Linked DNA regions of Canis lupus: region 1 is linked to region 2. The links are chromatin contacts, called in public Hi-C maps. All regions are on one chromosome and are shown on one strand. Each heading gives the region's core, a stretch centred on a gene start, on an enhancer-like site or on the middle of the called end of the contact. The rest is flanking DNA. Distances are from core to core; before and after follow the strand shown. Region 1 overlaps XYLT1 (xylosyltransferase 1). Region 2 overlaps XYLT1 (xylosyltransferase 1).

Region 1 (7,271 bases), core at 2,287-4,786, 51 kb after region 2:
AACACCACATTTCTGCGATTTCTTGATGGGACCCATCATCTTTCATCTCCGCCTTCCCTGGGAATGTTCTGTGCATCCCTTCATCCCTGCCTCTACTGGTCTACGCTCACCCACCCTTCAGGACATGGTGTGTGCAACAGCTCCTCCAAGAAGCCTTCTGGGATTATTCTGGGTTGTACTGTTTATGCAGTTATCACAGACCTATGTTATCACAGACCCAATAATGCCCCACAAGACAGAAATAACCAAAGTCCATTTATCCGACAGCAATCCATCTATAAATAGGAGGGGGGAAAAAGTCAGAAAAAGACAGTGAGATACATCACATGTATGATATGGGTGACCCTGTCCACCATTTCACTCCGTACGTCCACACCGTCTTGCGATGATCTGTGTCTCTCCATCGAGCACTGGGGGGGGGGGGGGGGGCGGGGGGGGTAGTCCCTGGAAAGAATTCTCGGGGCGGGGGCCTTAAACACATATTCACTTTCATAATTATTTGCACTAACTCGAACTGAAATTTGGCATGTCCTTCAGTTCTGAATGTAGGCACCAGACTGCAGGGGTATTTGCAAGACCTGAGAGTGACACCCATGGAAATTACAGATATTTTCATATCACATTGCTCTGGTAGCAGATGCTCAAAATATTATTTATACTTGTCACTACTTCAAAATTACAGTAGTTATTAGACCTGCAGCCAAATCTAGTTACTTAATGTGTTAATAAAGATGCAAATGCATTATTACTCCACACATTTGTTATGTTTATATATATTTTGATAGCTGCACTTTGATGTAATGGCTTTCTTTTGTAATCCCATGCATTCTTTTTTTTGCATTTAAAATATTATTTTAGGGGCACTTGGGTGGCTCAGTCAGTTAAGCATCTGCCTTTAGCTGAGGTCATGATCCCGAGGCCCTGGGATCAAGTCCTGCATTGGGCTCCCTGCTCAGCCAGGAACCTGCTTCTCTTTCCATCCCTCCACCTGCTTGTGTGCTCTCTCTTCTCAAAATTTTAAAAAATATTATCTTAAAAAAGTGGGCAGGAGACAAAAAAAAAACTTAAAAAACAGTTATTATTCAGAGAAGGAGGCCACAGGTGTCTCCGGAAGCCAAAGGGGTCCATGACACAGAAAAGGTTCAAACTTTATGCTCTAGGTGTGAGCTCCCTGAGCACAGGGCCCTCAAGCCTTCATCATCTAATCCCTAGTAACTGAAGAGGAGGCAGTGTAAAGGAGGGTGTGTGTGTGTATGTGTATATATATATATACACATACACACACACACACACACACACAAACTGACATATGTTTATCCATCCATTCATCTACCTTCCTTCCTTCCATTTATCTGCTTTTATTCTGATCCAATGCACAGTCCTGTTGACAGCTCCACAGCTGGTCCCCAGATCCAGGGCTTACAGTGTAGCTGGGGACCTGGTCAGGAGGCAGTGTGATTCAGTATGAAAAAGGGGACATCGTCTTCTTGGGTGGCCTTGGGTATGTGGTTGAATATGCCTGGAGCTCGGATGTCTTGCAGGCACCTGACAAAGAGCTCTATGTCCAGTGCTCCACCACCGATCTGCATGGCGTGGTGGCTGAAAGTTCTGCCTAGGTCCAAATACCAGCTCCTCACTTCCTGTCCACATGATACGTGACCTTGGGCGACACTGAATTCGCTCCTCTCTGAGCCTCAGTGAGGAGACAAACCTTTCCTCCTTATACAGGGTTCATGGGAACGTTAAGTTAGTCAACACACACAGAGTACTTAGCACAGCGGCCAGCTTGGCCAGTCTTAGTTATCATGTCTCCAAGGAGGCATCGTCTGGCACCCAGGAAAACACAGCTCAGGAAGAAAAAAAAAAAATCAACAGATAACCGTTTTTTCTTAAAATGCTCCAACCCACTCATATCTGAAATGCAAATCAAAGCAGCAAGATAGTGTTTTTACCCATCGGCTTGACACAGATGATAAAGATTGATAATTACCAACGCTTTTGAGAGTGGAAACAGGAAGTGGCTCTGAGAGGCGATTTGAAGAAACCTCTGTATAGGTCAGTTCAGCTATGGCTGTCAAAATGTAAAACGCACATACCCTTTGAGCCGGGAACACAAACCCAGTCCTTCACCTTACAGATGTACACACTCAGTGAGAAGATGCGTGTATGAGAATGGCAGCATTAAGATAGGGGGGAAAAAAAGTAAAAATCTAAATATCCACCAACAGGAAGTCAGTTACATAAACAAGGAAATAATTCATTCAATTAGTATTTACTGAACGGTTTCTACACACTAGACAGCATGCTGAGCGCTGGGTAGAGAAGTGGGCAAAACAAATAGTAAGGACGAGTGGTGTGTGTGGATACAACATGAATCTAAGATATAGAGGAAGATACTGGGAGTTTTTATAAAATAGGCTTCATTCAATTCCAGTTCAAGCAAACAAAATCCCTGCCTATCCACGCACGTGTGCACACACACGTGTTAATATGCAAAGTCTGGAAGGAGCAATGAGAAAAAGGTTAATGGTTGCTACCTCTGAAGACTGGGGTCAGGGGTATGGGAGATTTTCTCACTCGATACTCTGTACTACTTGATTTTTAAAAAATTTTTTTATCATGTGCTTATATTGCTCTATAGCCTTCTGATCCACAAGTTATGTTCCACTGCTCTGCCCTCAGAAGTATCCATGGTCAAACCACTTCCCTGAGCCTCCATGGTTAACAACGCAGCCCTGGATACCATGACGGTCTCTTCTCTCCCCCGTCTCCCTGTTCTTGCCCTCGACCAACTATAGTGCACTTTCAGCATGGCAGGCACTGGTTCCATTGTCCAAAGTCAGGCCATGTCACTCCTCTGCTCAAAATCATCCAAAGGCTGGCCTAAGCTCAACAAGATCCTAATGATCTGGTTCCACCTTCACTTCTTTTTCCCTTGCTCACTCCTGCTTTACTCATACCGGCTCCCAAGTGAATGACCATGCCAAGCACATCCTTCCTCAGGGCCTTTGCACTGGCTGCTCTCTGTTCCTCCAGCTATCTGCAGGGCTCACCCACTCATGCTCTTCAGGTCTCTGCTTGAATGTTCCCTAATCTCTAAGCTCTCCTTGGTCCCACTAAAGTCAAAGGCCCATCCCTCTCCTGTCTGACTTTTCTCCTATTTGTTGCCATCTGATATAAACATATAAACACAGATCTCTCATTTACAATCTATCTAGAATGTGAGCTCATGAGGCCTGGGACTTCTCTCTTGTTCAGTGCCATATCTCAGGTCCCTAAAAAAGTGCCTGGCACATAGAAGTGTTCAATAAATATTCAGTGAATGAATTAATAATATAACAAAATAATACAATGTACTATTGATAACTATGGAAAATAAATCTCAAAAGACCTCCACCCACCCACCCCAAATTTATTAATAAATAAAAATTTTAACCAAACATGGTTCCGAGCCACAGCCGCCCTCAGAGAACAGGGCGGAGGAACACCCAAGGACAAGCTAACACGTAAACACCTAACGGCCAGCACAGCACACAGCAGCCTGGTTGTTTGAGGCTGACTCCCTGCACATAAGACTCTTTCATGCACTTGAAAGTGGAGACCAGCCTGAATGAACACAGCACAGTGAGAGTCCAGGAACCAGGAGTGAATACCAGCCGGGTATGAACACATGACAGCGTCAGCCCCAAAGCCACAGACTATTTCCGGGTGTCAGGCAAGCCCACACCCTCCTGAGACAGCCAAACCACAGCAAATCTGCCAACCCCACGCCTGTGGTCTTCAAGGGGACGGGGTTCTGGGGCTGTGCCTGGGATCCGGCCTTCCCGCTGCTGTGGTTCAGAGCTGGGGCTTGGGGTCTCATCCCCCAGGAGTGCACCGAGGGCCCTTCACTCTCTTGTGCTTCAGGGTTTGCTGATTTTTATGTGGAAGAAGAAATGTTTGAGCTTTCCTCCGTGTCTTATCTCATCCATACTGAGAGGCTTGGCAGGTGCTAATTTGTTTATAATTCAGCCCAAAGGAGGTCACTTGAGAACAAAAACTTAAAATCCAATGACATTTACAGGGAGGTGCCCAACCAGTGGACTTAGCCTCACCCTTACAAGCACCCTTTCTGACAGTGAACTTTCACTCAATCCCGGCAAACCAGACTTAGTGAGGCCTGTGGTTCTCAGTGGGGGAGGATTTTGCCCCCAGGAGACATTTGCCCATGTCTGGAGACATTTTTGGTTTTTACAACTGCGGAGGGTGAATGGGTAGAGGTCAGGGATGCTTCTAAATATCCTATAAGGCACAGGGCAGTCCCCTACAATGAAGAATGATCTAGTCCAAAACGTCTGGAGGGCTTTGGTGGAGCAACCCTGATGGATCAGGAATGAAGGAGGTGGCCCTGGGGGAAGGAGACCCCATACGTGACATACTGGCTGGAGACGGAAGAGCGGGAGTGAGAAGACCCTGTCCACCCTCCACCGTCGGGCTACTAAGATGGTCCTGGCAAGAAGCTGTGCAGGGACTCTCAATCCCGGGCCTCATCCAAAGGTGGAAGCTACTTCTTGCCACTAGCTCACTTCTAGAGGCCCGATAACCTTCCAATTCTTCCAAAATTTCCCCCCAAATTCCAAACTCCCTTTTATCTTCCCCCCACCCTCCCCTTTGCCCTCTCCACCCAAACACTCAAAATAATCATCCCACAACAAAAGGCATGGGCCAGAGGGAGAGAGTAAGCAGGAGGCCCATGTACACTTTGGGTCTAGGGCCATATGATGAAAGTCACCTTCTGCTCCCCCATAACCAGAGCCAAATTAGAACTGGGGCACTGAGAAGCTGGCAAAGGAGTTGCTTTTAGGCCCCCTTTATAGTTGGAGTTTCTCTCTTCTAGCATCGAGTTGGCCGGGGGTGTCCTTCTTGGGACAACTACCCAACGATCCTTGGCCCTAGCCCATCTGGCACCGGCACCGTAGCTAACTACAGGTTTGCATCCTTGTTCCTGTCCTCTTCCTTGCAGTGGAAAAAAAGAAAAATCAGAGCTACAGTTCCCAGAAGAAAATTAGAAGGGCTTATCATTATTAATAAGACGTTCCTTTTCAGGAAGGCAATTGAACCCAGCAGGAGGGTTGCGGGGAGTCAGAGCTGGGGCCAGCCAACCGTTCCAGCCCGCTGTGAGAGGACACACCAGCTCCCCGGCAAGGACCAGTGGGCCTGGAGAAGCGGCAACGTGCTGGCCCTCCTGGAGGCACGAGGAGGGGCGGTGACATATCTGAGAAAACAGATTCAAATGCTAGGACGGTTCTATTTCCTGGAGGTGTTGAGAGAGAACAAGGAGAGTTTGCCAAGGCTTTGCTTGCTGGCAAAAATAATCTGTCTTCTGTTGGTCCGTCTGTGCTGCTGCGGCTGGAAGGAGGGGTGGACAGCCTGCTCTTCCCCCTATGCTGTTACCCTAGACCATAGTCCCTCCCTAGGTGAAGCAGAGTTTTGCTGCCTTGGAGCCAAGATGGACAGAAGGGGTGTGAGTGAGTGGCAGGACTCAGAGCCAAGCGTCCCCTGTCTGGGGCAGCTCTTCTTACATACGTGGATCATCTGATGCTTTATTTAGTACTGCGGTGTTTAGAATATTTGTGTCTCAGCCTGGGGGGGGGGGGCAGTTGTCACAAACAGAATGACAGCTATGATCCTCTGCCCAGAAAAATATTCCTACTCCCACAACTGGGCATTCAGTTTCAATAGCTTCACCATCCCCTTGCATCCATTCTGCGGCCTTTCTTTGGTTTGAAGACAGGCCCCCTCCTTCATCAAAACAGGACATGAGAAGGGCAGTGGCTCACCCTGGCAGCGCTGTTTTAGCAAGGGGCTGGAGGCAGGCTTCAAGTCCAGGGCAAGGTTCCCGAAGGAGAGATACTAGTCTCCTAGGGAGTAATGGGGGAGACTTGACAAAGAGATGTTTTCCAAGGGAAACAAAGCAGGGCTGGCCGCTCTGAGGTGTGGTGTTATCAGATCCTGAAGAATGGAGCTGTACAGGACAGGCCTTCCGGGGGTGTTGGCCCTCCCAGGCGGCCACAGCCAATGCATGGAAAATGATCCCCATCCCACTGTCCTCTTCCCCCTGGCCCCCCGTGCCTTCCCTTGGCCAGAGCAATGAGAAGTCCACATGCATGAAATCCATCGAGGTCAAGCCTCTGGGGACCCAAAGACAGGAGAAGGGTAGAGAGCGGATCTGCTGTAGGCAGGGGACAGAAGACCCCTGACATACTTTGTTTCGACCCTTCAGGAGCGCAATGGTCTTGGACCATGTATTTAACCTCTCGATGCCTCTGGGTCTTCACCTGCAAAGAAGGGGGATGAGGGTCCCCTGCCTCAAACACCGCTGTCATGATTAGATAAGATCATGAGTATGATGCACTTAGCCAAGTCCTACGTACAGAGGAAACGTGCTAATAACCGAGCAAGCAGATCGAGGCCCTCCCCAGTTCAATTCTGCAAGTCTGCACCCTGCATATGGAGTTTTATGTCCCTCACACACCTGGACCTCTGTCATGCTGCTGTTTCATGTGAAAAGTGATTTTCTTGACTGAATGATCTCGATAACTAGAACCTCAAAGCTCAGCCTGAACATTCTAGCACCGGAACCTTTGCTTTTTAAGCTCTCGGGTTTGCACAGCCCTGCCCAAAAACCCCGTGGAGAAGACAGACTAAGCATCAAAGATGCTGGTACGTTTGATATTTATACCAAACATGCACACTGCCTCCTCGCCGAGCCTTCGGCTTGTAATTCCATGCAAATCTGGTGCCACCGCCGTGTTGCTCAGCTGGCGGCACGGCAGGCTTCTGCCTCGGTGCTTGAAGTCGGGGTGTGAGCAGTCTCTGGAAGAGGCCGCATCCGCTGGCAGGGAAATGGGGGTGTCTCCTCCCCCAACGTGCGGCCACTTTGCTTCTCCTCTGCAGGGACAACCCGCCCACAGCCCAGAGCTCTAGTTCCTCACTTACACATCCCTGTGGAGTGAAGTGCATTTCCAGACTCATCTGCCTGGGGTTGCTAAGTGAGTGATCTCCCTCTGTCTCTAGGTATACTTATGGATAACTATAGCTAATCTATACTTAGGTCCGTATCTAATCTTTATCATAGAAAGCTCCTGTGTACATTATACACATTTACATTATGCTATATACATTATACATGCACTCATTGTGCTGTATACCATAGAATGTTTCTATACATTAAAAATGACAGATTATGGTGCCTCAGAGGCTCAGTTGGTTAAGTGTCTGCCTTCAGCTCA
Region 2 (7,725 bases), core at 321-2,820:
GGGCCTCTTCCACTTCCCCCTTCCTATGTTAATTATCACTGGAAGCCCAGGTTCTATGTGCCTGTGGCAGCAATTACTAGACAACTGGACCCTGCAAGTCCTAGAAGAAGGCAGGCAGATGGCACCCCACCTCTGCTGGGCAGAGCCTTGCATATTATTGGGGACCTTGGCTTCATTCAGACCTCAGGGGTCAGCCTGTCTCCACCCCTAGGTCTCTGTCCTCTTGCTGTCCCTCTGTCCATCTGTCTCTCTTGCCTCCCCCTCATCCCACTGTCTTGCATCATTGTGCGATCCAAAGGCTGCCCGTGGCCTGGGACATTTATAAAGTTCTTAAACTTCTGAAGAATTGAGGTGGTAAAATTTAGTGGGTTTTCTTTATTGTTTTCTAAGATGGATCTAAATATTTTCCTAACATAAAAATGCTTATCAAACAAAGATAAAAATATTCTCTTGACTTATGACATATTTCAAAACTTGCCAGAGAAAAACCCAGAACACTCATATCACACCCCCAGGTACCAAATCTGTCATGCTTTATTCAATTCTTTAAAGAAATAAACTTTATAGATACAGTTGACGTATTTCCCACTGCTCAACTCCCATTTCTCAACAACCCAGAGGTCACTTCTGTCCTTCACACCTATGTGTTTATATCTCTAGTAAATACGTATGTGTCCACAGACAATATATAGCATTACTTTGTGTGTTTATAAGGTCGACAAAATGGCACCATGCTGTAAACATCCCCTTTGCAATTTGCTGGTTTTGTGCAATATTTTACTAGCATTTCTGCCCCCCTCCTCCCCCCTTCGTTTTTGCTTTTCTCAATGCTTCTTCCCTCAGATGACATGATGCGGTGAGAACGGGCAGCAGCATTTAGCCCGTGGATTCTCAACATTGCCTTCCCATTCCAATCACTTAGAAGCTTTAAAAATGCTGACGCCCCGGTTGCAATCATGGAGTTGGGGTGGGGGCCTGGGAATTGGGATTTTTTTTTTTTTTAAAGCTCCCCAGTTGATTCCAGCGCATAGCCAGAGATGCGACCTTCCCCTGTGCTCTTCCTGCCATGAATCAGGGACAGCCAGGCCCAGACACCACGGGAAAGGAAGCACCACCTGTGGCCAGCCTGTAGCCCGTGGAACAGTGGACGTAGGAGAGGGACAGGAAGCAGGCGTAGGGGCTGTTGTTTCCGGTCCTATACCCCACACCCACCCCCGCAGTTGGCAGTGACTCTGCTAGGCCCCCTGGCACTCTCTGGACCCCTGTTCACCATCCACAAACTGGGCGTGTTGGGGAAGAGCAATACTTCCTAATGTTCAAGGTTATGTAACAGTCCACAGAGCGCCCCTAAATCATCTTGGGGGCCACACAACCCTCTTGGAAAAACACAGGACTAGAGTGTCCCTCTGGTTCCTTATCACTGGGTGTTCCAGGAGGCCAGAAGTCTCAGGCCATGGCTGAGATCACAGAGCAAGAAAGGGGAGTGAAGCCCCTCCCCTCCTCCCAGTCTCCCAGCAGAGCGATGGCAGATCAGAAGACCCAGGACTGGCTATGCTTCCTCCCCTTCTGCAGTCGGGCGGGCCTTCATGTGGCGTCACCTCCCACTTCCCCAAACTGTACGCCAGGAACTGTTCTGAGCACCTTGCAGAGACTAACTCATGTCAACCTCAGGGCAGCCCTTGGGAGGCGAACACTGTCAGCATGCCCATTTCCTAGATGGGGAAACTGAGGCACAGGAGGCACAGTGACTTGCCCAAGACCCTCCCCCAGCCCTGCGCCCCCGCCAGGAAGCAGCACTTGACCCCAGTGCACCGCAGCCCGTTCTCCAACGGCCGAGGGCTGCCAGCTGTCCTGTCCTAATTGCTGCACAGATGTGGCTGCTTCGGGGAGCAAGGCGGAGAGAAAGAGGGAAAAAACATTTTTAGAAATGATTTCCGACAGGCTACCAGATACTAAAATAACAACATTCGGTTTGTCTTGCTAGCTGGAGGCAAAAACCAGCTCAGGTGGGAGGAGGCGGCTGCAGGCACAACACAGACGAGGCCGGCTGGCCCCACATCGGCCCAGTTCTGGAAGGGGCCCCTGCACCTCTGTCCCATCACGAAATGATACCCCGGGAGCTTCCATCCCGGTACTAAAGACGGTGGGGTGGGGGAAGGGGCTGGGTCTTTAAGATGAAAAGGTGGGGGGATCCCTGGGTGGCTCAGCGGTTTAGCGCCTGCCTTTGGCCCAGGGTGTGATCCTGGAGACCTGGGATGGAGTCCCACATCAGGCTTCCTGCATGGAGCCTGCTTCTCCCTCTGCCTCTCTCTCTCCCTCTCTCTCTCTCTCTCTCTCTGTATATCATGAATAAATAAAAAATCTTTAAAAAAAAAAAAGATGAAAAGATGGGCACTTCCAGAAGGCTGAGGCCCTTGCTGCACCCCGTGCCCAATGAGTAATTTTATTTTATTTGTATTTTTAAAATTTTATTTATTTGACATAGAGAGGGAAAGAGAGAGTGAGTGTATAGGCAGGGGGGAAGGGCAGAGGCAGAGGGAGAAGCAGGCTCCCCACTGAGCATGGAGCCCAAAGCGGGGCTTGATCCTGCTGGAATCTGAGCCAAAGGCAGATGCTTGACTGACTGAGCCACCCAGGCGTCCCTTAATGAGTAATTTTAAATTCAAGGTGCTAAGCTGTAGGAAACAGGATGAGTAACCTGGGCCAGGTGGGGGCGGTGGGGAATATTCTTAGGGAAAGAGACTTAGCCTGTCCTGCACACTTACTGTACGCCACCGTTGCCAGGGATTTACCTGCATTTTAACATTTTACTCTCACACTGATCCTTCGATGTAGCCACTGCCTTCGTTACCCCAACATTTCACAGACATGGAAACTGAGGCACAGAAATGCTAAGCCACCTGCCCGAGGACACACAGCTAGGAAGTACCCGAAGCCAGAGCATGATCTCCAGAGCCCAGCACCTCCAAATGTCCCGCATTTTGTGCATCTCTCTACACTTCTGAAACACCTAAGAAGAGCCCAGGTCCCGCATGAGTGGCTCAAAATGAACGGGCACATCCTGTCCTCACTTGGAAGGAAGGAGGGACTGGCTCTGGGAACCTGACAGGCTGGCACGTCTGGAGGCAAAAGGCAAGCCAACGGGAGCAGATGGAGCCCAGGCAGCAGATGTTAATGCAGTTTGCTTTTTCCATATGCTTTTCTGTTTAGCTGTAATAAGTGAATTGTTCTTTAATATCTGTCAGGAGCTTCAAACTCTGAAGGCCAGTGGCAGTCGCAGTCACTCAGAAAGACACAAAGGGAAACTGGCTGGGCCGTCTCATCACATCACAGAAGAAGTGTGCAGAGTGTCAAGAAAGATGCCAAGTACAGCATGGTCCAGGCCATATGTAGGCACGTACGCGCGTGTGCACAGTCACACGCACACACACTCACTCTCCAGGTTTGCCTTGACAGCCAGATTCTTGCTTGACATCCTAGAGCCTTTGCAAGCCCACATCGGTGTCCTTGCTACTCAGCAATAAGTATTAAGTGGAATTTCAAATTTTGCCTTTGGAAAAAAGAAAAGCTCCAATTTGAAAAATATACAAATGGCTCAAACTGCTTTGCTACTTGGGACGTGCAAAGCAATCACAACCCATCTTCTTGATAAAATGCAGCAAGAAAACTCTGGACTCCTGTCATTGGGCCTGTTTCTGGATTCTTTGTGTGTCTTGGGTTGGACATGGCCCTACTCATCACCACCACCACCATATGGATATGGGGTTTCGCTGTGCTGTAGACAATATTTTTTCCATCCCTATTTCCACTTGACAACAACTATGAGTCTCAGACAGTGTTTCACCAAGTTCCCACTTTCCTCAGGACACTGCTGTGATTCTCTTGACAGCAATAAGATCTCCCCTCGTGCCCTTACGTCAGACAGGGAGCACGGAGGGAATGGCCTCTTTTTTTTTTTCTTTTTATTTATTTATGCATGAGATACAGAGAGAGAGGCAGAGACATAGGCAGAGGGAGAGGGAGAAGCCGGCTTAGTGCAGGGAGCCTGATGTGGGACTCCATCCCAGGACCCTGGGATCACGACCTGAGCCACCCAGGTGCCCCAGGCCTCTTGTACTTCACTCTTCCACTTTCACACAGAGGAGGTACAAGACCTGACCTGAATCACAGCATTACCTGTGACCAGCTGGGGGCCTTGGGCAAGTTACTTCTACATCTGCAAGCCTCAGTTTCTGCCTCCATAGAATGGGACAAACTAGTTCCTGCCCTCAACAGGCTTGTGAAAATCGAGTGAGAAAATGTAGGTAAGGTACCTGGCACAGTGACAGGCACGCGGCACGCACTTGGAGATCAGTGACTATTACTGTCTGTCCATTACCTTTCCTCTTCATTCATCTCATTGATATTCAAGCACCTTCTAGGCAATATCCATCATTCTAGGTGCAAGGTAGCGAGGTAAGGAGGTGCATGGAACTTACATTCCACAGGCAAAGAGAAAACAGAGCCACACACAGTTGTAAAACATGCCATGATGTGGAGCTGAGTTCTTTAAAGATGCACAAAGCAGGGGATCCCTGGGTGGCTCAGCAATTTAGCGCCTGCCTTTGGCCCGGGGCGTGATCCTGGAGTCCTGGGATCAAGTCCCACATCAGGTTCCCTGCATGGAGCCTGCTTCTCCCTCTGCCTGTGTCTCTGCCTTTCTCTCTCTTTCTCTCTCTCTGTCTCTCATGAATAAATAAATAAAATCTTAAAAAAAAAAAAAGATGCACAAAGCGGGAGAAGGTGGTGGATGGCATTTCAGATGGGGGTCAGGGAAGACCACGCTAGGAGGTGGCATTCAGGCTGCAGCCCGCTGACAGGAAGGAGCCAACATAAGAGGATTCTGGGCGAGGGGCATCAGGCAATAGGAATGATAATAGCAAAGTTCAACAGGCAGGAGTGAGCTTAGGCTATGCAGGTAGGGTGTTAGGATCCCAGGTGTGACAGGAGAGGAAGGTAGGGGTCTGGTGGGGACAGGCCTTGCTGTCCTTGGTGAGGAAAGGCACACTCATTCCAAGCGCCCTGGGAAGCCACTGCAGGCTTTTTGAGCAAAGAGCACACTGTGATCATCAGCCTTACTTTTCAGAAAGGTCCCTGGGCTGGGCCACCGAGAGGCCCTCGTGCTCACCTCTTGCCTACACAAAAGAAAAAGGAGAGGCGGGGACAGAGGTGGAGGCAGCCCTTCCCAAGCCCAGGATGATGAAAACCCACTGCCCAGGCACTGCTCCAGCCTCTCCCATCTCAGAAGTGTTGCCCGGGACAGGTTGGGGACAGGCACAAGTAAAACAGGAAGTGACAGGAATTAATAGTCTTTGGCTGCAAGGTTGGGTAACCATAATCACCCAGCACCCCATTGTGATCTCACACCAGTAAATGGGCCTAAATCACAATTCTAATGAGTCTCAAGTACCAGGCTAGAGCTTATTAATTTGAAGAGCCCCAGCAGCCTTAGGTACCTGTGCTGGAGGGGCTGCTTCTAATCTGCTGTCAGGAGGCCCCTGGCCGCCTCCTTCTGGTGACTCGGTGGCATAATTAATGACTTTGGCACTTCCCACCAGACCTGGGGCTCTGATGCTTTCTGACCTGGGGCGGCCCCTGTCATCTGATAGGCTCAGAGGGGGAGATGCTCACCTGCTGGATTGGGCAGCTGCGAGTTCATGCCCTGGACCAAGAGGCAGCATAATACAGGCCTGGCTGCAAGTTCCACATGAATGCCTGCAAGCTCTGATTTCTGTGGCCTTGGCCGTGATGCCGTTCACCTGCAAGCCAGCATTCACATGGCTCTTGCTTTCTGCTTCCTTCTGTTTTATGGCTGGGATCCTCCTCCTCTCTTCCCACAGACCTCCGATCCTATGTTTGCTAAGGAACTTTCCACGCTGCGCTCGGCTCACTTGGTAGCAAGGGTAAAACCTCCACCCAAATATGCCATTCTGAGAACTTATGCAGTTTATAAACCCCAAGGATCTGGCCCCAAATCTGGTGTGTGTGTGTGTGTGTGTGTGTATGCACATGCATGTGCGCACACATATGGGTTGTGCCAACACCATCACATTAGCAGCAGCTAATGTCTGGAGCTGAGCACCCATGTCCCCCAACCTGTGCTAAACACTTAATTTGCATCATCTCCCTTAACCCTCCCAATACATCTACAACATAGGATCTCTTCATATTCCCATTTTACAGACGAAGAAACTGAAGCTTAAAACGGCTCAGAAACTTGCCCAAGGCCACACAGCTAGCAATTGGGAGGACTGGGGATTTGAGTCAGACTCGTTTCAGTCCATAAGTCAAACCCTCTCACCACCACACTTCCTTGAACAGGTGGACAGAAAGTGGATTACAGGTGGGCAGTAATGGGTGGGAGGGCCGTTAGGTACTGGCTAGACCATCAGGGAGGAGGATGACAGATAACAGAGTTAGAGAAAAACGAATAAAGCCAGAGAATCTCTTCAGGTTCTCGGTCAAGCAGTACAAATGCCCATCAGCCAGGGAAGCTGTCTTCCTTGCCATCCCTTAAGTATCCATGGGTGTTTACTCATGACAGTCTCCAGCCCAGATGGACTTGTCACCCACATGCATCCTTGGTCATTCCAGCACTAAAACTGGCTTAGATTGGGGGGCACCTGAGTGGTCCAGTTGGTTAAGCATCAGACTCTTGGCTTTGGCTCAGGTCATGATCTCAGGGTCATGAGATGGAGCCCCGCGTCTAGCTCTGTGCTGGGCATGGAGGCTTCTTAAGAGTCTCTTTTCCTCTCTCCCTTTGCTCCCTCCCTTAAAAAATCGGCTTAAAGGTTAACATTTATGTGCTCACCAAACAGCATCTTATACACATTAACTCATTTGATCCTCATACATAATGACCCCATGGGAAGGTGTCGTCATCTTCATCATCATCATCTCAATTTTTTAAAGATGTATAAGTCGAGGCAGAGAAAGTTTAAGCAAGCTGCCCAAGGTTTTACATCTAGGGATTGGCACAGTGGGGTTTGAACCAAGGTCTCCTGCTGTCCTAACCATCAGGCGCAACCACTGTTTACTGGACCTTTATACTATTCTAAGCATTTTACAAATACTTTGTGTCATACACAAACTTATGATTCTGGTACTATCTTTATCTCTGTTTTACAGGTAAGAAAAATGAGGTTCAGAGAGGTTGGGCCCTCCCAATGCTCAGATCAGGCTACTGTTCACTTTGTGAGAATTACAGGAAAACAAAACAAAAAAGAAGAATTGTCCCTTACTCTGGGCAATGGCAGTGCAGAGTTTAGGTCTTGATGATTAGAGTGCCCGCTGAATTTTAGCTCCTACTTACTCCTCTGTGCAGTGCGCATCCTGGGCAACTCTACAGAGCAGCACTGTAGCCAGCTAATAAATGGCAGAACTGAAATCCCAACCCAGGTCTGACTTGGATCTGGTTTTAAATTACTACACATATCCCATCACCCACCTCAGGATTTATTTCCTTCTTTTTTTAACCCAATACTAGATTTAAATTCATCCAAGACTGCTCAGAAAATGCCCTGTCCACTATCCTTGAGTGGGGAAAAGCTCAGTAAAGGTATGCTGGCCAGGAGCAGAGGCTTCCAGAACAGACCCCCTCCATCTCCAGGGGCTGTGACTACTTCTTCACAGGCTCAGAAAGACTCTGGGCTCATGGAAGGCAACTCAACTCTGAAACAACTGTCC

Evidence for each region. Hi-C and Micro-C count contacts between places; a contact is called where the count stands out from the background.
Region 1: a Hi-C map of blood shows a contact between it and region 2, with 2.3 times the contacts expected there. The contact joins two enhancer-like sites. A contact is called at or near these places in 2 of 9 Hi-C or Micro-C datasets (both in blood).

The regions. Positions count from the first base shown.
Region 1 is chr6:27,186,500-27,193,770 of UU_Cfam_GSD_1.0, forward strand. All of the region lies in intron 1 of XYLT1 (xylosyltransferase 1), which reads right to left. Among named protein-coding and RNA genes, the nearest start is that of XYLT1, 110 kb to the right of the region's middle. Within about 2 kb of position 3,537, at least 6 of the 20 cell types and tissues checked have an H3K27ac peak or open chromatin away from gene starts, as enhancers often do. A contact at or near this core is called in blood, where this site is marked.
Region 2 is chr6:27,137,156-27,144,880 of UU_Cfam_GSD_1.0, forward strand. All of the region lies in intron 1 of XYLT1 (xylosyltransferase 1), which reads right to left. It overlaps LOC111096293 (a long non-coding RNA gene), which reads left to right and starts at 5,483. Exons shown (of 5, transcript XR_005360884.1): 1 at 5,483-5,942; 2 at 7,526-7,725. Within about 2 kb of position 1,571, at least 3 of the 20 cell types and tissues checked have an H3K27ac peak or open chromatin away from gene starts, as enhancers often do. A contact at or near this core is called in blood, where this site is marked.